Linked DNA regions of Mus musculus: region 1 is linked to region 2. A link is a contact called in public Hi-C data. All regions are on one chromosome and are shown on one strand. The core of a region is the stretch at or near the end of the contact, and the rest is flanking DNA. Distances in the headings are between cores, read along the strand shown.

What was found. Hi-C and Micro-C count contacts between places; a contact is called where the count stands out from the background.
Region 1: a Hi-C map of bone marrow-derived macrophages shows a contact between it and region 2, with 37 read pairs. The contact joins two enhancer-like sites. A contact is called at or near these places in 7 of 39 promoter capture datasets (the C10 cell line, the HPC-7 cell line, cranial neural crest and 4 more), 4 of 15 datasets of contacts at CTCF or cohesin (the G1E-ER4 cell line, the NIH/3T3 cell line, embryonic stem cells and 1 more), 20 of 484 Hi-C or Micro-C datasets (the G1E-ER4 cell line, the HL-1 cell line, bone marrow-derived macrophages and 12 more), 30 of 115 datasets of contacts at active chromatin or transcription factors (the HPC-7 cell line, bone marrow-derived macrophages, cardiomyocytes and 18 more) and 3 of 9 other capture datasets (adipose tissue, liver and pancreatic islet).

Annotation. Positions count from the first base shown.
Region 1 is chr17:87,546,579-87,552,549 of GRCm38.p6, reverse strand. No RefSeq gene overlaps it. Among named protein-coding and RNA genes, the nearest start is that of Gm30984, 18 kb to the right of the region's middle. Within about 2 kb of position 1,794, at least 34 of the 459 cell types and tissues checked have an H3K27ac peak or open chromatin away from gene starts, as enhancers often do. A contact at or near this core is called in bone marrow-derived macrophages, microglia and uterus, where this site is marked.
Region 2 is chr17:87,329,539-87,335,377 of GRCm38.p6, reverse strand. It overlaps Ttc7 (tetratricopeptide repeat domain 7), which reads right to left. Exons shown (of 20, transcript NM_028639.3): 10 at 5,270-5,353; 11 at 1,007-1,111. Among named protein-coding and RNA genes, the nearest start is that of Gm52284, 25 kb to the right of the region's middle. Within about 2 kb of position 4,222, at least 89 of the 459 cell types and tissues checked have an H3K27ac peak or open chromatin away from gene starts, as enhancers often do. A contact at or near this core is called in bone marrow-derived macrophages, microglia and uterus, where this site is marked.

The sequences.
Region 1 (5,971 bases), core at 545-3,044, 220 kb before region 2:
CCTCTCCTTCCCTGGGACATTGGGTGCACAATTCTCCGACTTTTAAAATTATAATTAATTATTGATGTGTTTGGAAATTTTGCCTGCACATGTGTCTGTGCGCCATGCCTATGCCTGGTGCTAGCAGGGGCCATCACATTCTAAGAAACTGAGTATGTCATGTGAGTGCTGGGAATTGAACCCGGGTCTTCTGGAAGAACAGCCTGTGTTTTTAACCAGTAGCAGCACACGTCCCACCCCACCCCCACCCCTTTTAAACAGTATCTTACCATGTAGCCCAGGCTGAACTCAAATTCTTTTTTTTTCAAAAACATGCTTTTAAGCTGGGTGTGGTGGCACACTACTTTATTCCCAGCGTGTACGAGGCTGAGGCACATGGATCGCTGTGAGTTTAAGTACATAGCCTAGTCTGCTTAGGCAAGTTCTAGAATAGTCAGGGCTACATAATAAAGCCTTCAAAACGAAGGATATTTTAATGAAGTAGTAATTTTGTTTTTTTGACACCGAGTTTTACTGTGTAGCCCTGGAACCTGCTCTGTAGACCGGGCTGGCCTCAAACTCATAAGATCAATCTCAATCTGTCTCTGCCTCCTGGGTGCTGGGATCAAAGGCGTGCGCCACCACTGCCAAGATAGCTGCCGTTTTAAAAAAAGACATTAATTTTATTTTTATTTGTGTGAGGGTCTGCATGAGCATGCATGGTGCCCAGAGAAATCAGAAGACAGAGTCAGAGCCCCAGAACTGGAGTTACAGGCAGTTGTAAGCCATCATATAATTGTGGCAACAAAGCCCGGGTTCCCTGCAAAAGCAGTAGAGCTCTTGACTACGGAGCCCTCTCTCCAGGCCCTTTAGAATGTTGTTATTTAATCATATTTTATTTAGTGTGTAAGTGTGTGCATATATACATTTGCATGCATGCATGTGGGTGTGTGTGGGAGGATGGTATAATGTGAATCTTGAGGTCAGAGAACAATTTGCCAGAGCCTCTTCTACTTCGTAGGCCTGAGAGTTTGAACTCAGCTCATCGGGCTTGGTTACAAGGGCTTTTACTTGCTGGATTATCTCCCTGGCCTGGTCTTGAACACTCTTCTCCTGCCTCAATCTCTAAAGTGTTGAGATAACAGAAATGTGTTTAATATAATTCTCTAGCCATTTAGTCAGCTTCTTTCATAAACATTTTACAAAGTGTGCGTGTGTGTGTATGTGTGTGTGTGCGTGTGTGTGTGTGTGTGCATGTGTATGTGTGTGTGCGTGTGTTTATGTGTGTGTGCGTGTGTGCGCGCGTATGTGTGTGTGTGTGCGTGTGTGTGCGTGTGTGCGTGTGTGTATGTGTGTGTGCGTGTGTGTTCGTGTGTGTGTGTGTGTATGTGTGCGTGTGTGTGCGTATGTGTGTGTGTGTGCGTGCGTGTGTGCGCGCGCGTGTGTGTGTGTGTGTGTGTGTGTGCATGCATGTGTGTGTGTGTGCATGAACAATGCATGCGTGTGGAAGACAGAAGTGACTTTGTGACCTTACTTCCCTAGCCCTAGCTCTCTGTAGGATTGGTGGAATTTGACTCCAGTCCTTTGGTCTGCACTCCAGTGCTTTTCCTGGCTGAGCTGTCTAGCAGGCCATCCGTCTCGTGTAAGCTTTTGTAGACACATTAAATAACTTACTTTTCTTCCTGTTAATCTGACCTTTGTTGTTTTCGTTTGCAGGGGCTCAGGAGCAGAAAGTTTGGTGTCCCAACACTTCCTTATGCGTGTGTTCTGCTGTATCAGCTTCCTTGGCCACAGACCTCCTCCCCCCCAGAGCTCTTTTTTTTTCTTCCAAGAATGTTTTCCCTCCAGCTGACACTGACCACTCTGAATCACATTCGAGTTGGAGGCTCTGTCCCTCCAGCTGCTTTCCCACACTTTCCCTTTATAACACTTTTACACTAGCAATAAAAACGTGATCACTTGACTCATATGTTCTCCCCAGTAGTGAGCAAGCTTCTTCCTTGTCCCCTCCCCTTCTCTCCTCCCCTCCCCTCCCCCTCCCTCCCTCCCTTCCCTGCTCCCCTCCCCTTTCCCCTCCCCTCCCTATTTCCCTCCCTCCCCTCCCCTTCCCTCCCTCCTCTCCCTCCCCTCCCCTTCCCTCCTTCCCCTCCCCTCCCTCCCCTTCCCTTCTCTCCTCCCCTCCCCTTTCCCCTCCTGTTCCCTTCCCTCCTCACCTCCCCTTTCCCCTCCTCTCCTCCCCTTTCCCCTCCCCTTCCTCCCCTTCCCTCTTTCCTTCCCCTCCCATTTCCCCTCCCACCCCTTCCTTTCCCTCCTCTCCCCTTTCCTCATCCCTTTCCTCCTTTACCTTCCTTCCCCGCCCCCATTTGTTTTTAGAGTCTCACTGTGTAGGCCATGGTGGCCTTGGACTTCTATGCTGTCACAGCCATTCTAGAGTTAGAAGAATAGGTATGAGTCACCAAGCCCAGATCAGCTCTAAGAGTCTTGATGGCAAGGGTCCTGCTTGTATTTGCTTAACATTGTATTCTAAGTTCCTAGCATGAAGTAGGCTCATATGCACAAAATTACATGCTGAGGGACTAAGGGACTAATAACCCAGCAGTAAACTTGCCTAGAGGTGCGTAAGCCCTGAGCTCAGTCTCCAGCAAGAACATCAATCTGTGACTGTGTGATTCAGCATGCACACTGGGCAAATGCATGAACAGACGACAGGAGAAACTCTGCCTGTCATAGACTAGGACTGCTCCTCTCCCAACACCCAGTCAGCGCAGGTCTTTGAAGGCCTGTTACATAGCTGGGTCAAAGCAATCTCGAATAGCCAGTGTAGTGGGGGCCAGGCTGCTACTCTATCCGGGTAACTGTCCTGGGCTGGGATTAGATGACAGTTTACTTGAGAGGGGCTGACCCAGAAAACCATCCTGCAACATGCATGAGAGATCCCGATCAAGCCTAAAAATAGTTCTGTCACTGGGCAGGAAACCCTGAGTGAAGGTCCCACCTCTCTCCTTCACAATTCTGATGCTACACAGCCTTTTGCCCTTTTTACTGAACCAGAGAATTACAGAGAGGGCAGCTGTTTGCTGCCTAACAGCTGTACTATTTAGTTTTTTTTTTTTTTTTTTTTTTTTTTTACTTGCTTGCTTGTTTGTTTGAGATGGGGTCTCATGTAGCCCAGGCTGGCTTCAAATTTGTCGTATAGCTGAGTCTGGCCTTAAATTTCTGATCTCCTTCCTATTCATCACAAGTGCTGATACTATGAGTGTGATACCTCCACACTTTATCCATCCACCTATCTATCTATCTATCTATCTATCTATCTATCTATCTATCTATCATCTATCTACCTACTACCTATCATCTATCTATCTATCTATCTATCTATCTATCTATCTATCTATCTATCTATCTATCTATCTCATCTCTCCATCCATTCATCTACCTATCCATCTATCCATCCATCTATCATCCATCCATCCATCCATCCATCCATCCATCTATCTATGTAGTGGTGGAAATCAAATTTAGGGCCATGTACAGAGTAAGCAAGAGCTCCATTCACTGCCCAGTCCCCACATCCAGCCCACTCAGGGCCATAGCAATGGTTCCTTCAGGAGCTAAGAGGATGGCTCCCTAAGGCGAGGTGCTCTGACAGCCTCTAGGCCTTTGAACCTTTATAAGTTGTCCTGCATGCTACAACTCAGCCTTGGCGAGAGAGCCTCCATTTTGGTTTCTTCCATTTGCTAATTCTACCCTCACTGTATGCCCTACCCCTCCACCCCCACCCCCACCTCAATATCACAGGGGTGGGAATGGAAATGAAAACCAGACACTGCACTAGAGCTTGGAGAAACACTGTAGTGTGCTGTTGCCTGTTCTCCAGTCTCGTTCATGTCTTTAAGAATAAATTTCATCATCTCTATTTATGTACGTGTGGTCTGTGTGAACACATGGCACGCATGTGCACACATGTGGAGCAATCTGCAGAAGCCAGAGGAGAGAGAACATCAGATCCCATGAAGCCAGAGTTACTGGTGGTTGTGAATTGCCTGACATGAGTGCTGGGAATTGAACTCTGGTCCCCTGGAAGAGCAGCAAGCTCTTTTAACTATTGAGCCAAAGCTAACTGCCCATCTGTCAGCAGGGCTGACTAACTCATGGATTGGGAACTTCCTTTCCCCTACAGTCCTCACAGTCACCCAAAAACCATGTATCACCAACCTACACTGCGTGGACGAGTTTATCATTGCCCTCTCTCTGACCCTAACAGAAACTGAGTCCCTGGAAAGAGTCAGTCCACACTAGCATATGTTCAATAAATGGAGACACTGCTCACTTCTACTCCCTTCCAACCTCATGAACATTTATGGGAAGTTTGCTTTAATGACCAGGGTCAGGTGACAACTATGTAAAGACTTGGGAGGGGAAAACTCAGCCCTCCTCCCCAATGGCCTCCTCTTTCTTGAGATGTGTTGATATTTTAATCAGATTACAGCAGGTCCTGCTGACCACTGTGATGACCTTGCCTATCTGTTCCCCGATCTCTCAGTCACGGGATATCCAAGTCGCAGTCAAAAGCTGTTTCAGTCCCTTCACTCCTGAATGGTCAAGCAGGCTGTCCCTGCAACACCCAACCACAGACAACATAAACGACTAGCAACGTCTGAGGTGCTGGTGTGGCTCATGTCTGCAACCCCAGCACTCTGAGATAGGAAGATTGCCACAAGTTTGAGGCCATCCTGACCTAGGCTACAGTATAAGATCCTGTCTCAACAAACAGATGCTTTCCAGATCCAGAGGTAACTAGAATGATCCCGAAACTGCCACCCTGGCTTGCTTTCATCTGAAGGAACTGAAGTCCCTGAAATGCTTAATCTACCTGAAGCTAAGAGTTCAAAAGCCATCAATCCCCTTTCTGACAGCTGAGGGGAGGCTGTGCCCTGCCTCCATCCTGCACAAAACACTGGTTTTTCAGGCCATCCCCTGCCCCGAGAGACTCCATTTTCTAAGCAGACCTGGACTCTGTCCTGATGATTTAGTTGGGGTTACAATTGTTGTGATGAAATGCAATGACCAAAAGCAAGTTGAGGAGGAAAGGAAGGGTTTACTTGGTTTGCACTTTAACATCTTAGTTCCTCACTGAAGCCAGCCAGGACAGGAACTCAAAGGGCAGGAACCCGTAGGCAGGAGCAGATGCAGAAGTAAGTCATGGAGGGTGCTGCTACTGACTTGCTCCTCGTGGCTTGTTCAGACTGCTTGCTCTCTCCTTGAACTTTGTCTGCTGTGGTCTCTTTAATGCTACCCCATATACACATATAACTACGTTTACCCATTGATGTGTGATCTATGAGCTGATATTGGTAATTAAGATTGGAACAAAAGAACCTGTGTTTTCCGACAGCTAGGTATCAGGGGGATTGGCACAACTCAGCAAATTGTAGACAACAATATTGCTTTATTGTCAGACAATACATTCTAACACTGTGGAGAGAGACACATGTGTCCGCCTATGTTTCTGGCATAGCATGCTTCCAACAGTTTGCTTGCCTTTATTTGTGTTCTTCTGAAGGCACAGTGTTGATGTCTGCTCTTGTATTTGACCAGGGCTAAAGTCGTACCTCCAAATTTTATGCTTCGTTCATATAGTTATAAATCAGAATAAGAGTTTATCCATCCATTTATAAAGATACTTTGTAACTGAGCTTTTATGCCTGTTGTTGGGCACATAATTTATTAACGGTGCAAGGAAAGAAAAACTTCTCTCTTGGTCTCCTAGGTTCTGTTTGGGGGGCCATGAATTAGATGACCAAATGAACAGGTATACAGGCTTAACTGATGTTTTAAGTTTTATAAGCAAGAACTACATAGAAAATAAGTGAAACTCCGAAGAGGTCGTTAGGGTCATTAGGGTCGTTAGGGTCGTTAGGGTTTTCACACCATTTTAACAGAGGACTCAAGAAGGAGCCCTGAGAGAAGGCTCAGCATGTAAAGGCACCTG
Region 2 (5,839 bases), core at 2,973-5,472:
ATGGGTATTTTAGGCTTCATCTAAGGGATGAACCCAAGGTTCCCTCTCAGCCCGGGATGAGGAGTCAGAGCTGGGCGTCGGGTGACTCAGTCCCCCACGCCTTCAGCTCCCAGCACCCTTGGCTGCAAGGATTCGGCCCGGGACTCTGCAGCCGGCACCCTTGCAGCCTGCAGCTGCACACCACCCACAGCAGAGTGGGCGCTTGCTTTGGATTCTAAATGCAGAGGAAAGAATGGGGGCTCCCTAGCCTGCTGGAGAGGATATGTGGGGGTACCAGATGACAGGTGTGAGGGATGATGAACTTGCTCTGTGTCACTCAGAGTATAGAGAACGGGCTCTCCCTCACACCAGGAAGCTGACTGGGACCAAAGGGAAGAATATCTGGACAGTTACAAGTCGGAGTGGCACTCTCTAGGGTCCAGTGTCCTGGGTCTGAGCCCATCAAAGACCTGGGCTCAGGACCCAAGGCCCTCTGTGTTCTCACTGCTTCAAGCTACTGACCTTTTGGGGATACTTTCAAGAGTCCCCCCAGTAAAGGCCATCAGCTGAGCAGACAGCAGGATCCAGGAAATTCTAGGGGTTCAGTAAGAACAAAGACGGAGCTACAAGGAGGCCATCTTTATTTTGTCTCAGGCTAGAGTTGACTTCGGCCCCTCCCTTCTTTATACTTATGAAGTCATCTGCAGCCTCTTTTCTGGTCTACCTCTAGGTGGGTCTAGGTAACTCTGAGGTCTTACCTGCCACCCCCATCCCTCCTACTTCCCATCTGTTTGACTCTCTGAAGATCACATTTCAAAGTTGAACCACAATCAGATACCAGTTGGGAAACTGGGGCTAGCTATGCTGTCAAGACAGAGGCTAGTGGGGCCTCCTGTCCCTACACAAAGGTGGCACCCTGTCTTCTACTACAAACACCCCCACATCATTCCCACTTGCTAGCGTCCTCCCCAGGAGGTCACCAAACCTGGGCTCTGCCCACCATACCCTCATCTCACGTGGCACTCACCCAATGCAGGGACCCAATGCAGACCTTGGCAGCCATCAGGGGTACCGTGGGGTCCGAGGGCTGCAACTTCATGCACTCACGCAGCAGCGACACGGCGTAGGCTGACTGCAGGGCAAGAGTAGGGAACACAATCACTGGTCACCCTAGGTCTCCACGTCTAGGGTGCCCTATGCCCTCGCGGGGGTAGTTCTCCCGACAGTCCTTGCTCTGTACCCCAGAAAGAGAGCCCAGTGGGAGGAGGCCCAGTGATGTTCACTGCAAATGAGTCCTCTGAGCCTTGCTTCCCTCCATTGGAGAATGGAGACCACGAAGCTCACCCTCAGGTGATATGACAACACCTAACATGATAACAGACAGAGAGGATTCACATGAGAAACAGAGATTTGAGAATAGACAGGGGCTCTAACCCTGTCCTCAGAGAAGAGAACCGGAAACAGGACTGGACAGATGGACAAAGGAAGGTGAGACAGTGTGTGTGGGGGGGGGGGGGTGGGGAGGAGGGTCAGGGAGACCTCCAGACAGGAAGCTGAGGCCCCTCAAGGCTCTAGGACTCAACCAGGATTTGCTGAGGAGAGTTGAGGAGGGTCAGAAAGGAAGGGTATCCAGGCCCAGACAGGTATGTCAACCACTCCAATTAGGAATGACAGATAATAAATACTCCATATTTTATCATGTTCCAGGCATTTTTCTAACTCAGGGGTTGGTTTTGTAATAACGTCAAGTTGGCACTCATTCACGCCTGTTAGTACAAACTGTGTGCCGCATGACACCACACTGGAGCAGAACGGACGAGACAGACAGGCTATTAACAGTCAGTTCAAACTGACTACCCCTTTACAGAGAGTTCGCTAACTTCTCCATGAGAGTGCTGGATCTTCACAATATCCCTACCAGACAGGCAGCACTACAACTGAGAAGAGAGCCAAGAAGCCAAGCAGCTGGCTCAAAGCCCGTAAGTGACCAAGGTTCGAACACAACCTGGGCCTAACTCTTAAACACTACCCTATGAGGGAGTGTGTGTGTGTGTCCAGTTTTGTGGTCTGGTACCCAGAACCTTATGCTTCCTGAATCTAACACATTCTGCAGGAGAGAACAGTAATTCTCCTGGCATGTAAGCTTCTAGTCACCCGTGACTCTCAGGTCTATGTGTGTAACTACAGCAATCACCACATTTTGGGTTCTACTGTGGGCTAAGCTCCTTTAACACAGCCCTCTTTTCCCCTAGGAACTCTGGGAGTGCCACTATGGAAAGGAGGGTTCTGGCAGGCTCATCTGCCTGCAGTAGGATGACTGGAATGTGTGTTTCCACCACCCCCGGGTTACCTCTAGGTTCCCCACCATCTATGGAAGAACTTTCTTCCAGCCGGTGTCGCAGTATTTCCTGGGGCTCTGACTGAGCTACGGTTTGCACCCATTCTGAGTGTGTTCTCCAAGAATGCACGTGCTGGAGGCTTCCTTCTTAGAGTGGTTAGTCCCAAGCTGGAGAACCACAAAGAGATGGGGGGTCTACTGGGGGATGCGTAACGGTCACTGTGTGTGCCCTAAAAGAACTGGACATTGTTCTCATAGTTCTTGCAAGGGGCTGGTATCAAATGAACACTTCAAGTTCCTCCCCATCTGGCTTCCTGTCTTGCTGTACAATTCCTCCTTGTTTCCACTCCTGGTATGTCATCTGCCTTGAGGTGGCCAGTGCTGGCACCCTGTCCCTGAGCTCCAAATCGATTGAGGCAAACAAGCTTCTAGTGCCACTAACTGTAGGCATATTCATCCGGGGCCTGCCCTGGACTCAGTACTGGGCTGCGGTGATGGAGTCCGGGGAGAGAGAGAGAGAGACAGACAGACAGACAGACAGACAGACGAGCCCTCCAGGAGATCACAGAAAGAGGGGTGACAGGGAAGAAAACAAATGTCAAAATCCCCCATCTTTCTAAGCTAGGACAAGCTCAAAGCCAGGACCAGAAAACAACGGGCACAACAGGAGTTCTCAGTGTGGACTACATTAGGGAAGACTGGTAGCTGCCAGGGTCCACCTCCTCGGAGATGCTCTCCCGGGAGTGACACGCTAAATTCCTCACCACTGTCCTTAAATCTACACACCCCAGCAAGCCTCAGGCTTCTCCTCAGCTCCTGACCTCTGCATCCTGGAAACAGGATTCTCTAGTCCTGACCCTCCACAGTCCACCCACTGCTTCCCACTCCACCCCATCCCTTCCCACCCCACCCCCATGCAGACTGAAAAACACTGCTATTTAAGGAGCCATCTGAGGACCCAGCAGTAGGAGCAGCAGGCTTCTTCTCCCCCCCCCCCCCATGCTGGTTACCTAGCAACACAGCCAATGAAACTGCCGCATGGAGACCAAGAGAGGGAGCGACCTAAATCATGCCACAGAACTCATCCGTTATTCCTATGGGGTGAAGCATGAGGCATATTTATATCTGCCCAGCCGTACCTTCTGGAAGGTACGGAACCTGGGTTCCTACCTTGGGCTCAGCAAAGGCAAGCTCTGGCCAGCCACTCCTTTGAGGTCTGCCAGGATAGTCAGGCAAATGGATTTGGCATGCAGGATTCTCAGGGCGGTGGGATTGGAGAATGCCTTCTACAACAGTCTCCCGTGCACTGGGTGCATGGGTGGGAGAAGACCAATGTCTGCAGCCTGTGTAGCCTCAGATATGAGGAACTGCTCACCACTCCAACTCCCCATGCCCACCTTGCTGGATCATGAATGAGCCAGAGTAGGTGATGGCTTCCCAGAGGCCGGAGTCTGGACCACTTTGGGTCCAGCTTCCCCATAAGGAGGAGAAAGATCCCACATTTGTGGGTCCTTTTCCTGAGGCTGGGGCCTCCAGGAACTCTCTCGAAATTGAAGCTTTCATGGATAGTTTTTTGTTCTTTTGTTTTGTGTTTGTTAGTTAGTTTGTTTGTTTTTAAAGGGGGTAGCTTAAAAAAAATCCACCTCCCCGGGAGCACTGCAGGACTCTAGGTTGTTCCTCATCTCCGCTATGCTAAGGCTAAAGGTGTTTCCTGTTTGGGGGAAAGCAGGAAGAAGCTGTCCCATGCTGCTGTGTATGCAGGATCCGCATCAGGTCCCGCCGCACCCCCCCTCCCCCCCAGCCTTCTGTTACTCCCTAGACAGGCTGGTTCCTTCAAGTCCTACATAGCTCTGTTTGCACTACGGTCGTTTGGCCCCTCCCACTCGGCTCACACTGCCCTCTGCCTGGAGTGCCCGCTGTCCTCCTCCTCTCCATTCATCTCGTGCTGCTTGCTCCTAGGGAGTGTCCCCCCAATCCTGCAGGGCCAGCCCTGTCTGTATTCGGATTTCTCCCGGAGTTCTGATAACTCCCTGCTGAGCAGAGCCAAGGTCGGTTGTGCTGTGACTTTGAGATGCTCTGGGAGGTGGGCCCTGTGATGGAGAAGGGCTGGGAAGAGCAGATACCCAGCAGAGGATGCCCGAGGAGCCTCCCCGCTGACTTTGGCTGTGCTCTGCAGACAGTCTGACAAGCCTGCAGCGCCTGAACCTCCTCCCTGCCAGGCCCTGGCCTGTCTTACTGAAGAGACCCAGGGCTGGCGGCAGCCCCCATCCGCGGAGGCGGTACTGGCACACTGGGAAGGCCTCCTCGGAGAGGCTGTGGGGCTAGAAATGGAATGTAGCGCAGATGGGCAGGGGGCGAGGGAATTCCCTCAGCCCCACAAAAGGGCTCTGGGTATTTACAGCTCTTGAAACAGTCTGTGAGCTCAGACCACCTTGTTTCCTGCATTCATAGCATCCTCAGACACATCTCCCTCAGCCCCCAGCTCCGGAAAGCCTCTCCTTTCATGTCTCTGCTTAAAATAGAGGCTTACATAAGCATCGTTCTGATCTGAGCAAAAATCAGGAATGCTGGAGCAGGTGCTGGGCAGATGGAGGGCGAATGCCTGCCTACCCTGGCTCTGGGCAGAGCTGGGCTCTTCTGCTGCCTCCACCCAGGCACCTCTTGCTACATCATCATCATCATTATCATCGACCCTCTTAGGCACGCTCCCGACTCCCAACTGCAAACACCCCGTGGCGGACCACAGGAAGAGAGAAACACCCACGCCCACACCTGCGCATGGGCACGCTCACCATCGCTAGCACGTGAACACAGCGCCTTCCCCATCCACCTCAGGGAGTCATCCCAATACTGGGCCACCAACGTCTCCAGCACCAAACTCTGAGACACCACCCCCAGGAGAGATCGGAGCAGGCGTCGGGCAAACCCCCGCCCCCACAGCCCCAGCCTTACCTTCCCACAAGCCACCATGGAGAGGGCCACTTGGTACCAAAGGTGAAATTCTCCAAAAGCACACTTCATGGCTCGCTCTAGGCACTGGGGAGGAACACGCAGTCAGCACTGCCCCACCAGCCGCCTGCTTGCCTCGTCCCTCACAGGCTAACCATGACCCGAGTCGCTGCCTTCAGAGGGCCGCAGGGCAGCCTGGGAATACAGGGACAATCCAGCCCCTGCACACAGGCACTGTGATGAGGCACGACAGTTGTCTCACCCTCTGTAGTCCTAGGTGCCCACCTCCATTCTACATGGATGGCTTCAGACAGCCATTTTGGATGTGCAAATGAAATAAGGCTTATGAAATAAAAAATAACTAGTGTTTATTATCACGGGGCACGGTAGTGATACCCGTGTAGCACGTGTATGTTTACACGTATCAACTTCTTCCTAACCACCATAAGGTAAGGTCTCTAATGACCCCCACTGCGCAGAAAGTGAACCGTGAAAGAGGCCAGGGTGGCTGATGTGGAGGTCACAGGGCTAGTGACAGGCAGGCCAGTCTGAGAGAAAAGGGCAAGTGGGGAA